2 separate regions of the Sus scrofa genome follow, and region 1 is linked to region 2. The links are chromatin contacts, called in public HiChIP or PLAC-seq maps. All regions are on one chromosome and are shown on one strand. The core of a region is the stretch at or near the end of the contact, and the rest is flanking DNA. Distances in the headings are between cores, read along the strand shown. Region 1 holds the start of TMEM161B (transmembrane protein 161B). Region 2 holds the start of CCNH (cyclin H).

Region 1 (5,849 bases), core at 2,662-5,161, 680 kb after region 2:
AGAAAAAGAAATACACAATCTGAATAGGCCTACATCTATTAAAGAAATTGAGTCAATAATTAATAACCTTCCAAAATAAATGGCACCACGCCCAGTAAGGTGCACTGGTAAATTCTACCAAACATTTAAGAAAGAAATTATAGCAATTCTCTATATTCTCTTTCAGAGGATAGAAGCAGAGGGAATACTTCTTAACTCATTCTATGAAGCCAGCATTACCCTAATACTAAAATCAGGAGAGGCATGGTGTAATACTAAAACCAGAAGAGGCATTATAAGAACACAAAAAACAAACAAACAAAAAAACTACGGACCATTATCTCTCATAAACATGTATGCAAAAATTTTAAACAAAACACTAACAAATCAAATCAACAATGTATAAGAAGAATTATACACAATAGAGTGAAATTTATTCCAGGTATTAGAGACTAGTTCAACATTCAAAAATTGATTAAAGTAATTCACCATATCAACACACCACACATCTGATTACCACTCAGCCCACAAAAACCTCTAATATCTCCATTAAAATTTCTAATGTCTCCATTAGAGTTCCTTCAAAGTATGCTTAAAGATCACCAGCTTCAGACTTAGCTGAAACTGAGAATGTAATTTTTAATGAGTTTTATACTTATCTTGGAAGAAATTCCACCCCTAATAATGGAGCCTGGAAAAACATTTTTATCAAGCCTCACAGAAGAATCTGATGAGAATTACTGCTCAACCCACTTTTAAAAACTAAGTTGAAGCCACCCTCACCCCCATCAGAATTAATTTCTTCCCTCTGTACTACTGTTTGAATACCTTACATGTATTGCTCTTATGACATTTACTACATTATCTGTTCCCAACAGCCCTCTTTACTGCTCAAAAAGAGAACTTTCTCATTAACTCTGATTAAGGCAGAGATGCACAACCTTTTTTTTTTTTCCACAACCAACACACCAGAGCACAATCCCAGCCTTAAAAGCTACTACAGTATGCTACATAGGTAAAACAAGCCATTAGATTCCTCCAATTCCAGGAGCTTGTTCTAATCTACTCTCCTCCCACAAATCAGCCTAAATGATGGAAAGATCTGTTTGATTAAAGTTGGATTATAATTTTCAAAAAGAAAAGTATATAATAAACAGTTATACTTCTTTGGTAAGTTTTCTATGGACTATCCATTCTCACAACACAAAAACAAACACTGAGAGTGAATACTCAGTATTTTTAGCTAGATCATGAGTTTACATCGATTAAAACAAAAATAAAATCAAAGTGTAAAACAAAAAAGCCTTTGCTTTCCATTTTGAGATAGTATTTAAGGCAGTAATAAAATACCTGACCAAACACTGACAAAGATTCCAAGTATTACCTGGTATATTTAAAAATGAATGATTTTTTTAAAATAAATCAGACTTGAGAAATGTGGGGGCAGTGGGGGACAGTGGAATCAAACTCAATTTTACTTAATCAGAAACCTTCTGAAAATTCTACAAAAGTCCTCAATGAAGTCATAGAATCATAAATATAAGAGTTAAAAGGTGTTTTAATTCTCACCAAGTTCCACTTCTCTTATATAGAAGGAAACTGGAATCCTTATCTAAGTTGAGTGATTTTGCCAAATTCACATAACTAATAATGGGGAGAATCTGGGCTTTCTGAGTTCAAGTACTGCATTCTTTTCATTATATCATTGGGTTCAAGCAGTGTGCAAGATCTCAACTAAGCTGAATCCTAAATAAATTCAACCCCTGTTCACCTCATTTAATAGCTAAACCCTTTCTGATTCCGGTCAATGACTACACTTGCATATACAGACATTCTCAATTTCATAATTGGGAAAGTTGAAGCCAGGCATTTAGTAACTCAGAAATATAAGCAGTAACAAAATGGAAAGAGTCAACCTATGCAGCTCCTGGTGATAACTCTACAGGTGACATTCTCTTAAGTAACATTTTGATAAATATCATGAGATTACTTTAGCTTAAAACAAAACTACCTTTTTTGAGCTGGCAGAGGGACGGGGGTTCTACTTCTATTACTACAGAATACAGACGACAAGTTCATGTTCAGCTTCTTTGTTAACAATCAACATTTCTTTAGATTTTAATTACGGCCTATCTTCAACTTTTCAAATCAAGATATTAAAAACTGAGCTTAAATTTAAGAACTGGAGATCTGAGTTAAAGTTCAAACTGTGCCAAAGTATTGTAAATCACTGCCTATTTCTAGACCTCAGATTCTTCCCTCTGAACACAACTGGAGTGAAAAGAGGGAGGCAGGTAGTTAAGCTAGTTATTATTTTTAGTTCCTCCAAGTTCTACTACTCCTTACCTTTGTCTAATTTTATTGATACAAAAGGAGAAAAAACTCTTTAAAATTACAAATTGTACTGTTCACTGAGATTTAAAGAAACATATACACACACTAGTTCCCAAAAGAGCTGGTAGAGTGCACCAGGAACCATATTACTTCCAAGTTCTTTGGTTTCAGTCAGTTAAGTTTCTACAAGTCATTCAAATGTCAATCATCGCAGTAGCTGAACAATGTCAACATTTGGTCCTGAAAAAATATGGAAGACTGAAGCTAAACTACAAGACAGAATATTCTCCAGATGAGGATGTGAAATCTTTTATACAGCTATTAACTGTCAATTTGGAACATTCCTGGATCCCCATGATATTGCAAAACAGCAAAGGTTAAGAAACCTCACCACCACCAGCCACTCTGTGTTTTGGAAATGGTTTATGCAAAGAACCAAGGGTCCCCAGAGGACTTAGGAAAGCAAAACTCAGGAATTACCCACCCCCCGTACACCTACAACAAGGTCAGACATAGCTACTGCAAATTCCCACTCTTTCTTTCAAAAATGATTAGTTGAACTGCTTGTCCCCACAGAACAACTGAAACAAATGTTACTCAAATTCTAAAATCTCTTCCCCCAGGTTCCTGAACTTTGGCCGTCGCTCAGTCTGAATCATGATACAATTCCTCAATAGTTTTTCCTCAGAACAGGTTAGCCCGAAAGTAAAACTTACCCTTATTTACAGTCCAGTCACACCACCCCTTCATCTCACTTCCCCACATTTCTTCCTATCCTTGTTTCCTACTCCTGAAAATAATAAATAAATAAATAACACTTCTGCCTAAACTTTGTGACTCTTGCAGATCTTATTCATGGTAAAGGCATCCTCTCGACGCCATAGTTCCCTCCTCCATGCCCTTACAACATTCCTTTCCAATAAAGACCCTCTATTAAGTCCAGATTTTTTGACACCTTATCCAGTTGCAAATGGGCTCAGTTATATGCCATTTTTGTTTTCGTTTTTTCGGGTTTTTTTTCTTTTTGTAAGTGACAGGTGTTGATCCTCTACAATGGGATCTGTTGTGTCCACCTGGAAAGGCTTAAGTCACTTTAAGATCTCAAGTTCTTGGCCACCGCCCTGCAGGTGAAGAGAGAAAAGAGCTGATCAACAGGGCAAGGTCAACTCTGGGACCACCTGGCTCCACCGGCCGTCCGCAGTGAATGGGCCGTGAACATTCTACCTATCCCGTACTCCTGGACAGAGCTCGCGGTTGGGCTGGACAGACACTGCTTCCTGAGAGGTCCCGGAGCTCCAGAGCAGAGAGTATGTCCTGCCCTACTGCTCACCACATAGCGCCCGCCCGCTTCATCCCCAGCTCAACACCGGACCGGCTACCTTCACAGCCTGAACTTCCAGCCCTTTCCTCCCCACTGTGGTAAATCCAGCCCTCAGAGAAGGACTCACCATGGCTCCAAGGACAGGTCGTGGACCAGAGGCGCTGGAGTCGCCGGGACCGGCCCAGACCTCCCCTCCCCACTCCGCAGCCGGGATCCACTCGACACCGCGAAGGAGAAGGTCTTCCGGCTCTGCCGGAAGCTCCTCTTGCGCGGGACAGGAAGTCCCTCCCATCTCCTGAACGCCGGCGACCCCACGCCACGCAGAGGTGAGGATACGCAGGACGTCCTCTATTGCCATTTCCGTGGGTGCCAGGATAGAGGCTGGGGGTGGTACTGACCTTGAGAGTGCGTGGGGGAGGCGCAGGCGCAGCACAGGTAGGTGGGCGGGTGGGCGGTGCGCCACTGTAGCGTCTGCGAGGATCCTCGAGGTAGGTTGGGTGGGTTGGGCAAGAGCGCTCCCTCATCCTGGAAAAGCAGTTCAGGTTGGTGCATGGTTGGGAGCCGACCCAGATCCAGAGGATATAGAGCGGGAGGAAACCACAGGCGCGCTATTACTGAGACAATGCAGTGATTTCTTCAGCCCAGCTACGCTCTTTCTCTTTTCACCTTCTCATTTTTCTGGCTATCCTTGAAGACTTTCTGGATCCCCACAGACCTGTTCCTCTGTCGTCTCTGCTCCCTGCTTTAAAGGGTCCTCCGGCTCTACCCTTCCTCAGGGCAGTGGAATTTGATCATGAGAAGTTTCTTCACTATTCACAGATATCAGCTGAAACCAGAAAGACATCTACCTAGAGCTAAGAAATCGGGAAGAAAATTCTGCCTGTTTAATACATGCCATTGAGGACGGTTTCCTTTTAGCTTAAATATATATATTATGTATATAATGTATATAATTAGATGGAAAAATATCAAAACCCTGTATAGCTCCCAAATTTGTGTTGTTTTTTCCAAAAGGCATTTCCGTTTTATGTACCTGTCACCTCTCTTTTTATTTGGCTATACATAGGACTAGAGGCAGGCTTGAAATAGCTATACAAAATACCTATAACCCAGAAATTCATCTCGCAACCTGAGGATCCTTGCTTAAGTCGTGACTATATCTGCAGTTTAATCGGTGGAATTTCTTTTTACTATTGGGTCTGGTTCTGCCGTAAAGCTGGAATTGGGATGGGAAACTAGAAAGCTTCAAAAGAGTTTAAGAAAGTTGAGTTGACAGGGGTGGTTAGAGATGTTAAGTTTCATGCTCCTTACCAGAGTACCTGGATAGGTGATATCCAAGCTATAAGATGGTCTTAAAACCCTAGGAATCAGAGTTCTGAGCCATCCCAAAGAAGCATGCACTGGCCAATTACTTTATTTTAGAAAGAGGAATAGAGACTGGGAGTGTGAGTTATTTTTACTTAAATTGTGTTTATTGGGGGATCTGTTTTGTGAAACAAATCCTATTGAAGATGAATCCAGAACTTCCCCGAAGGTACTACTTTGTGCTGGATGGCACAAGTTTGTAAACATGCCCCAGGGCATCTGCAAATTCTAAGTATGGTAGAGAGAGATTGGAGCTGGCTGCTAGTGTATCATTGGAAAGCAGTTGCTATCCTTGAGGAAGAAAAGGTGGAGAAGGAAAATGGCTATCAGTCTGTCAGTGACCACACATCCTGTGAAGTCTTACTCTTTTCATTTCTTACACTGTGGTTCTTATCTCTGTCCTAAATTTGGCAGAATCATTGAGGTTCACAAAATAGCTCCTTCTATGTGACACTAGTATTCAAATTATTAGAATCCATTCCTGCCACAGTAAAACCAGGGAAGGAAATCAGTTATCTGCTAATCATTTTTAATAGATCATGGGGTTCTATGTTCCTTATTTAGTGTATGGCAAGTTGATAAATAACTCTTGGTTAGTATCCTTTAATGTTCCTATTTATATTACAATGAAAAATCCATTATATAAGTAATGTTTTTTAAAGATTAAAATGCATACACTATATGTTTTAAGGCAGCATCTCCTAGTTTTTTTAAATCAGAATAAGTATAACGTATAAGGTTACATGCCTGGAAGTAGAGGAATTTACCTATTTCCATTACTTAAGAAAAGCAACAAATAATTACCCTCTCCTTTAACACCTATACCTACCTGGAACATTTTCAACCGTTA
Region 2 (5,098 bases), core at 1,523-4,022:
CAAGACAAGTTTCACCCAAAAGTAAACCTCCAGTTTCTACTACTCAAGGTTTAAAAAATTACAGCATGACTTTTGGCTGGGGCATAGGATTACAGATGATGAATAAATGCATTATTTCACATGTGTGTGAAGAGTTTAAAAAGCACTAGTCCATGGGACCATAAGGTAGGAGTTATAATGCTCACTAATTGAGAATCTGGAGGGAAAGTAATTTGATTTTTTCTTTTTCTATAAAATGAGGATATCATGATCTATGTATCAGGCCTTAAAATTCTTTTGATATGAAATGATTCTTGAAACACTTCTGAGAGATACAACATAGGAGTTCATAATTTAAGGCATTTATGAAAAATGTATGTGACAAAAACTTAAATACATAAATTATATATTTATATAACAAAAGTATATTTTGGAGGAAAGTAGATAAGAATTAAATATAATTGATCAGATTTCAGAAATTAGCTAAATGACATTATACTTCACCACTACAATAACTTACCACAACAGACCTTGGCATTGCTGGCTTAAACACTGAACAGAATTCCAATAATCTTTTCTCATAGTATTTGCAGAGTATCATTTCTTCATGAGGCTCAAGAAAGATTGGGTCATTTGGAAGAACCTTTGAATCAAAAATTAGAATAAAAATGTAATGAATTAGATAATCTTAAAAAATTTTTTAATCTTAAAATATTTTTCTTTGTCCAGATTAAATTTAGTTTAGAGATCCAACCAAAAGGAAATATACCATATTTTTCCTTTATCAGAAAATTGCTAATATTACACAAAATAGCTTTTAAGAAAATATTTAATAAACTACACCATAACTGCATATTTTCTCAGTATGTCAGCTGAATATCTGCCTCACTAAGGTACAAGCAATCATGAGGAGCATGTGTATATGTTCATAGGTTTGATGTCATTATTTATAAATCAATAAAGATATACTGTCAATGGCTGGAAAACTTTCAATATCCCTCAGTCAGTTATTAAATCACACGGGTTTGAGTAAAAATCAACAAGTGTCACAAGGATAATTCTGATCCTTAACACTTTATCTCTTTCCTACCTTTGTAAAATCTCTACAGACTATACTTGATAGTTAATAAACACTACACATTTACAACAAATATTCATTTAATGCTATTAAGAGTTTAATTAGGACTGCCAAAAAAAGTGTTGATTTCTAGCCCCCAGTACCTCAGAAGGTGAGGAAATAAGATCTCTGCAGATTTAATTAGTTAAGATGACGTCACACTGAAGTAGAATGGGCTCCTAATCCAGTATGATTGGTATCTTTATAAGTAGAATATGTGAGGGCACAGAGACACATGGAGAACATTTTGTAAAGATGGATGTAAAGATTGGAGTTAGCTGCTGCAAGCAAAGGTACACCCGGGTTATCAGAAGCTGGAAGAGGAAAGGAAGGATCCTTCCTAGAAGCCACAGAGATTACCACTTGGCTAACACCTTGACCTCAGATTTCTAGCCTCCAGAACCTCAGACTTCTATCCTCCATTGTTTTAGACAATGAATTTCTGTTTTAATGCACCCAGTTTGTGGTAAATTTTTTAAGAGCAGTCCTAAGCAACTAACACAGGTTCTAACTTTAAAGACAGCACAGCCTTGTGGTTTACTGAAGGAATGCTGGAACGAGATTCCAGGGGTTCAAATCCTGGCTCTGTCACTTATTAGCATATAGCCTGAGAAGTTATTCAACCTCTCTGTACCTCAGTTTCCTCAGATGTAAAGCAAGGAAAACAACAGTATCTACCTCATGGAGTAGTTGTGAGGGCTGTATGAGCTCACACATACTAAATACTTGAATTTTGCACAATATGTATTACTTTGTGCAGCACAAAGTGATATGAAGTAAGTTGTGAATTATAGGTAAAGGTACCTCAGTACTCAGAATCAAAACAGGTCTGACACAGAAGCTAGAATGGATGGTGGTGTTTTTTTGGAGCTTGTGAGCAAAGATTAAACCGAAGAGGAAGGAGAACAGGAAGGACGTGGCTGGCAGGCCACAGTCCAAACCATCTCTGTCTGGTCAACTGGTTCATGCTAACGGTCTCTTGTCCCCCTGCCTCCACCATGCCCCATCCAATCAATCCATTCTTTCCCAGAAAGCTCGTTCTACAACAGAATCTAACAGGGTTAATTTCCAATATAAAATTTCACAAACTTTAAACTCTTTACTTCCATTTACGAGTCCCCTGTCTACCTTCTCCAGCCTTTCATGCACAGGTACTCAGCTTCCGCCACACAGAACCATGAGCGTTCCACGGACCAGCCCTGCAATTACTGACCTTCTACTTTGCACTTGTGGCTCTGTCCACCTGGAAGGTCCTTCCCCCATCTTCTCCACAACAGCTGATGAGAAAAGTCCCTCCCCTCATTATATTAGCATCCTACAAAGTGTATTCTTTGCCGTTACTGCTTTTTTATCTTTCCTTCACTTGACTGTAAGATGGATAGTTTCGTCTGTCCCTAACCCAGAGCATCCGGCAGAGTGCTCGTCGTTTACTAAATAAACGCACTCTGCACTGAGAAGGCAGGGGCAGGTAGGAAGAAGGTGTGCAGGGAGTCCTGGCGGAGGGGGACGGGCTAGAGCTCGTAGAGACCTAGGTAAGGGGCCGGCAGCGGGAGCTCTTACCTTCCCATTCGCCACTGCTTTGCATCTGAATTTGCGGTTGGCGTCGGCCCGCAACCGGGCTAGCTGCTCCTCACTGGCGAAAGTCCAGTGCCGCTTCTGGCTACTATTGTGGTACATACTTAAGTTGGAGGCCAGGCCCAGAGGGCCTTGAGCGAGGACCGCGAACTGCGCCGCACCAGAGTGGAAAGCAGATAAGCCACAAACCAAGACCCCTGGGAAGCCGAGGGAATCAGGTCCGCCTGGCGCGGGCGCGTTGACGTCAAGGTCACGTGGTAATCCCCTCCGCAGTCGCGCTTCCGGAGCGGAAGAGGAGAAGAATGTCTCCGCGCGGGATCGCTGGCCCGCTGCCCACGACGCAAGTAGGCGTAGCCTGTAGAAGGCTCCTCCTCGCTTTTAGCCTCGGTCCTAGCTCCGCCCTTCCCCACAAGATTTAAAGGAGAAGCGACAGGCAGGGTGTCCAAAAGGGAATAATTTGTGGCTATGTTGAAGCTAACATAAGCAATTCACGTGGGATAAGTGAAGTGTGGAAAGGACGTGAGAGGGTGTCACCTTTTAAATAGAATGTTCAGAGGAGGTCTCACTGAGGTGACATTTGAGCAAGGACTTGAAAGAGTCGCGGAAGTACCAATCATGTAGCGGGTGATATTGGAACAGATGGAACAGTCAAGGTCCTAGGGCAGAAGCATTCCTTCCTTCCGTTTTAAGGAAGAACGTCTGGGGCGCTAATTGGAAAACTAGAAGCAGTGCAGGAGTATTGTCCTTCACTGTTGTGACACGTATGTGTCCCTTTCTATTATTTTCTGTGCCTTTTTTCTTCTGCTTCTGTTGATGACTAGCCAATCCTCTCCCCCATTTCCATCTCTGAGGCCACAATGTATGGTAGTGGTAATTTTAGGGTTTTCTTGAGATTCCCATCTTTATTATTGCCCTCAAGGGAGCCTTACAACAAGCTGTTATTAAACTTAAGATTTTATATCTATCTATATATATGTAAAACTAATGCTTTCAAAATTGTTTTTGAGATACAGAATTTACATTGATCACATAAAAGTCTTTACTGATTTTATATTTGTCCCATTTAGGCATACCTTCTCCTGTGCATCATACATTGTGTTAGAAAGGATGGATTTACTTACTGTAAGTTGTTTTCCTAAAAATAAACATTAAAAAAGCACATAAAGATAGTGAGATTCAGAAAGTTGAAAAGGTCTATAGGTAAAAAGAGGTTTCATGGTATCTCTAACTCTGCTTTCAATGAAAATATTTTTAAAGCCTTATGAAAGAGAGAGTTTTTTTCCCCCCTTTTTTGTTTTGTTTGGGTGGGTGCAGTTGAAGGTAGACTTTTACAGTTATTTGAATTTCTTGAACTCACACCATTTGTAGTTTATAACCGGAGATCCAGACACTCCTTGAACATAAGTTAGTAAGTTGAGTAGTACATTGGCTAAGAAAAGAGGGAAAAAGAGAAAAAAGAAAATGTGCTGATGTTAAGGAAGGATACGGCAAGTTATGAGTCCAATGGTTTGTGAGCATCCAAAGAGACTGTATAATGGGAAAGAGTAATTTAAAAGGAAAAACAGAAAGTCAGGAAAAGAAGTGATTTAGATAAATGAATGTATGTATAAAATCTTAGAACCATGAAAGTTATGTATACTATGTCAATTCTTTTTGTTTTTCTGAAAGGCAATGACAGCTCCTTTAGTTTCATGTAAAGGGAAATAAAAATGGGCATTTGAGAGAAATGGTGGGATATGATTTCCACAGGGATAGGAATAAAATTGCTGAGTGTCATAGTTCATTTAGGAAGACAAATATGACAACCTGGTGTTGCTGGTGTTAACTATTTTTTTTTTAAACCTTTAGCAAATCTTAGTCCATGAAAATTAACATTGACCAGATTTGGGGGGTGTAGAAGGAATTATAGCTGAGTTAACTATCTACAGAATAAAGCTGTTCCTGATGCCTTGACATTAAGGCTCATATATGATTTATTCTTGTTAAGGTGAGCAAGGTAGATGTTGCATTTTCATTCAGCCTGAGTGACATTCCCCTCTTCAGCCTGTTGAGCACAATTTTTTGTGCAGTTTCTCCAGTGGAAGGCAGACTAAGGACTTCATTTTTTTTTTTTTAATTTGACATGCCCATGGCATGTCAAAATCCCAGTCCAGGGATTGAACCTGTGTCGTAGCTGTGACCTGAGCCACTGCAGTGACAACACTGGATCCTTAACCCATTGTGCCATCAAGGTAACTCCTCCTACCCAATTACTATTACCTTTAAATCTCAATTTCCTTGCTACTAGATGGAGATACTTTAAACAAAACAACAAAATAAAACCCCAAACAGAATCTAAACATCCTAAAAGAGTAATGAAAGTGTTAAAAATTTGAAAACAAATATGTAATATTTCATTAAGTACTACCCAGAATTAAATGTTAACAG

What was found. HiChIP or PLAC-seq counts read pairs in DNA pulled down with a chosen protein or histone mark.
Region 1: a contact with region 2 is called in an H3K27ac HiChIP or PLAC-seq map of alveolar macrophages. The contact joins the promoter of TMEM161B here to the promoter of CCNH in region 2. A contact is called at or near these places in 1 of 5 promoter capture datasets (liver), 2 of 47 Hi-C or Micro-C datasets (heart right ventricle and liver) and 1 of 2 datasets of contacts at active chromatin or transcription factors (alveolar macrophages).

Annotation. Positions count from the first base shown.
Region 1 is chr2:95,696,664-95,702,512 of Sscrofa11.1, forward strand. It overlaps TMEM161B (transmembrane protein 161B), which reads right to left and starts at 3,912. Exons shown (of 12, transcript XM_003123774.5): 1 at 3,762-3,912. The coding sequence starts at 3,764.
Region 2 is chr2:95,015,719-95,020,816 of Sscrofa11.1, forward strand. It overlaps CCNH (cyclin H), which reads right to left and starts at 2,773. Exons shown (of 9, transcript NM_001166313.1): 1 at 2,657-2,773; 2 at 500-622. The coding sequence starts at 2,773. LOC110259418 (a long non-coding RNA gene) reads right to left here. Exons shown (of 3, transcript XR_002341805.1): 3 at 4,953-5,098.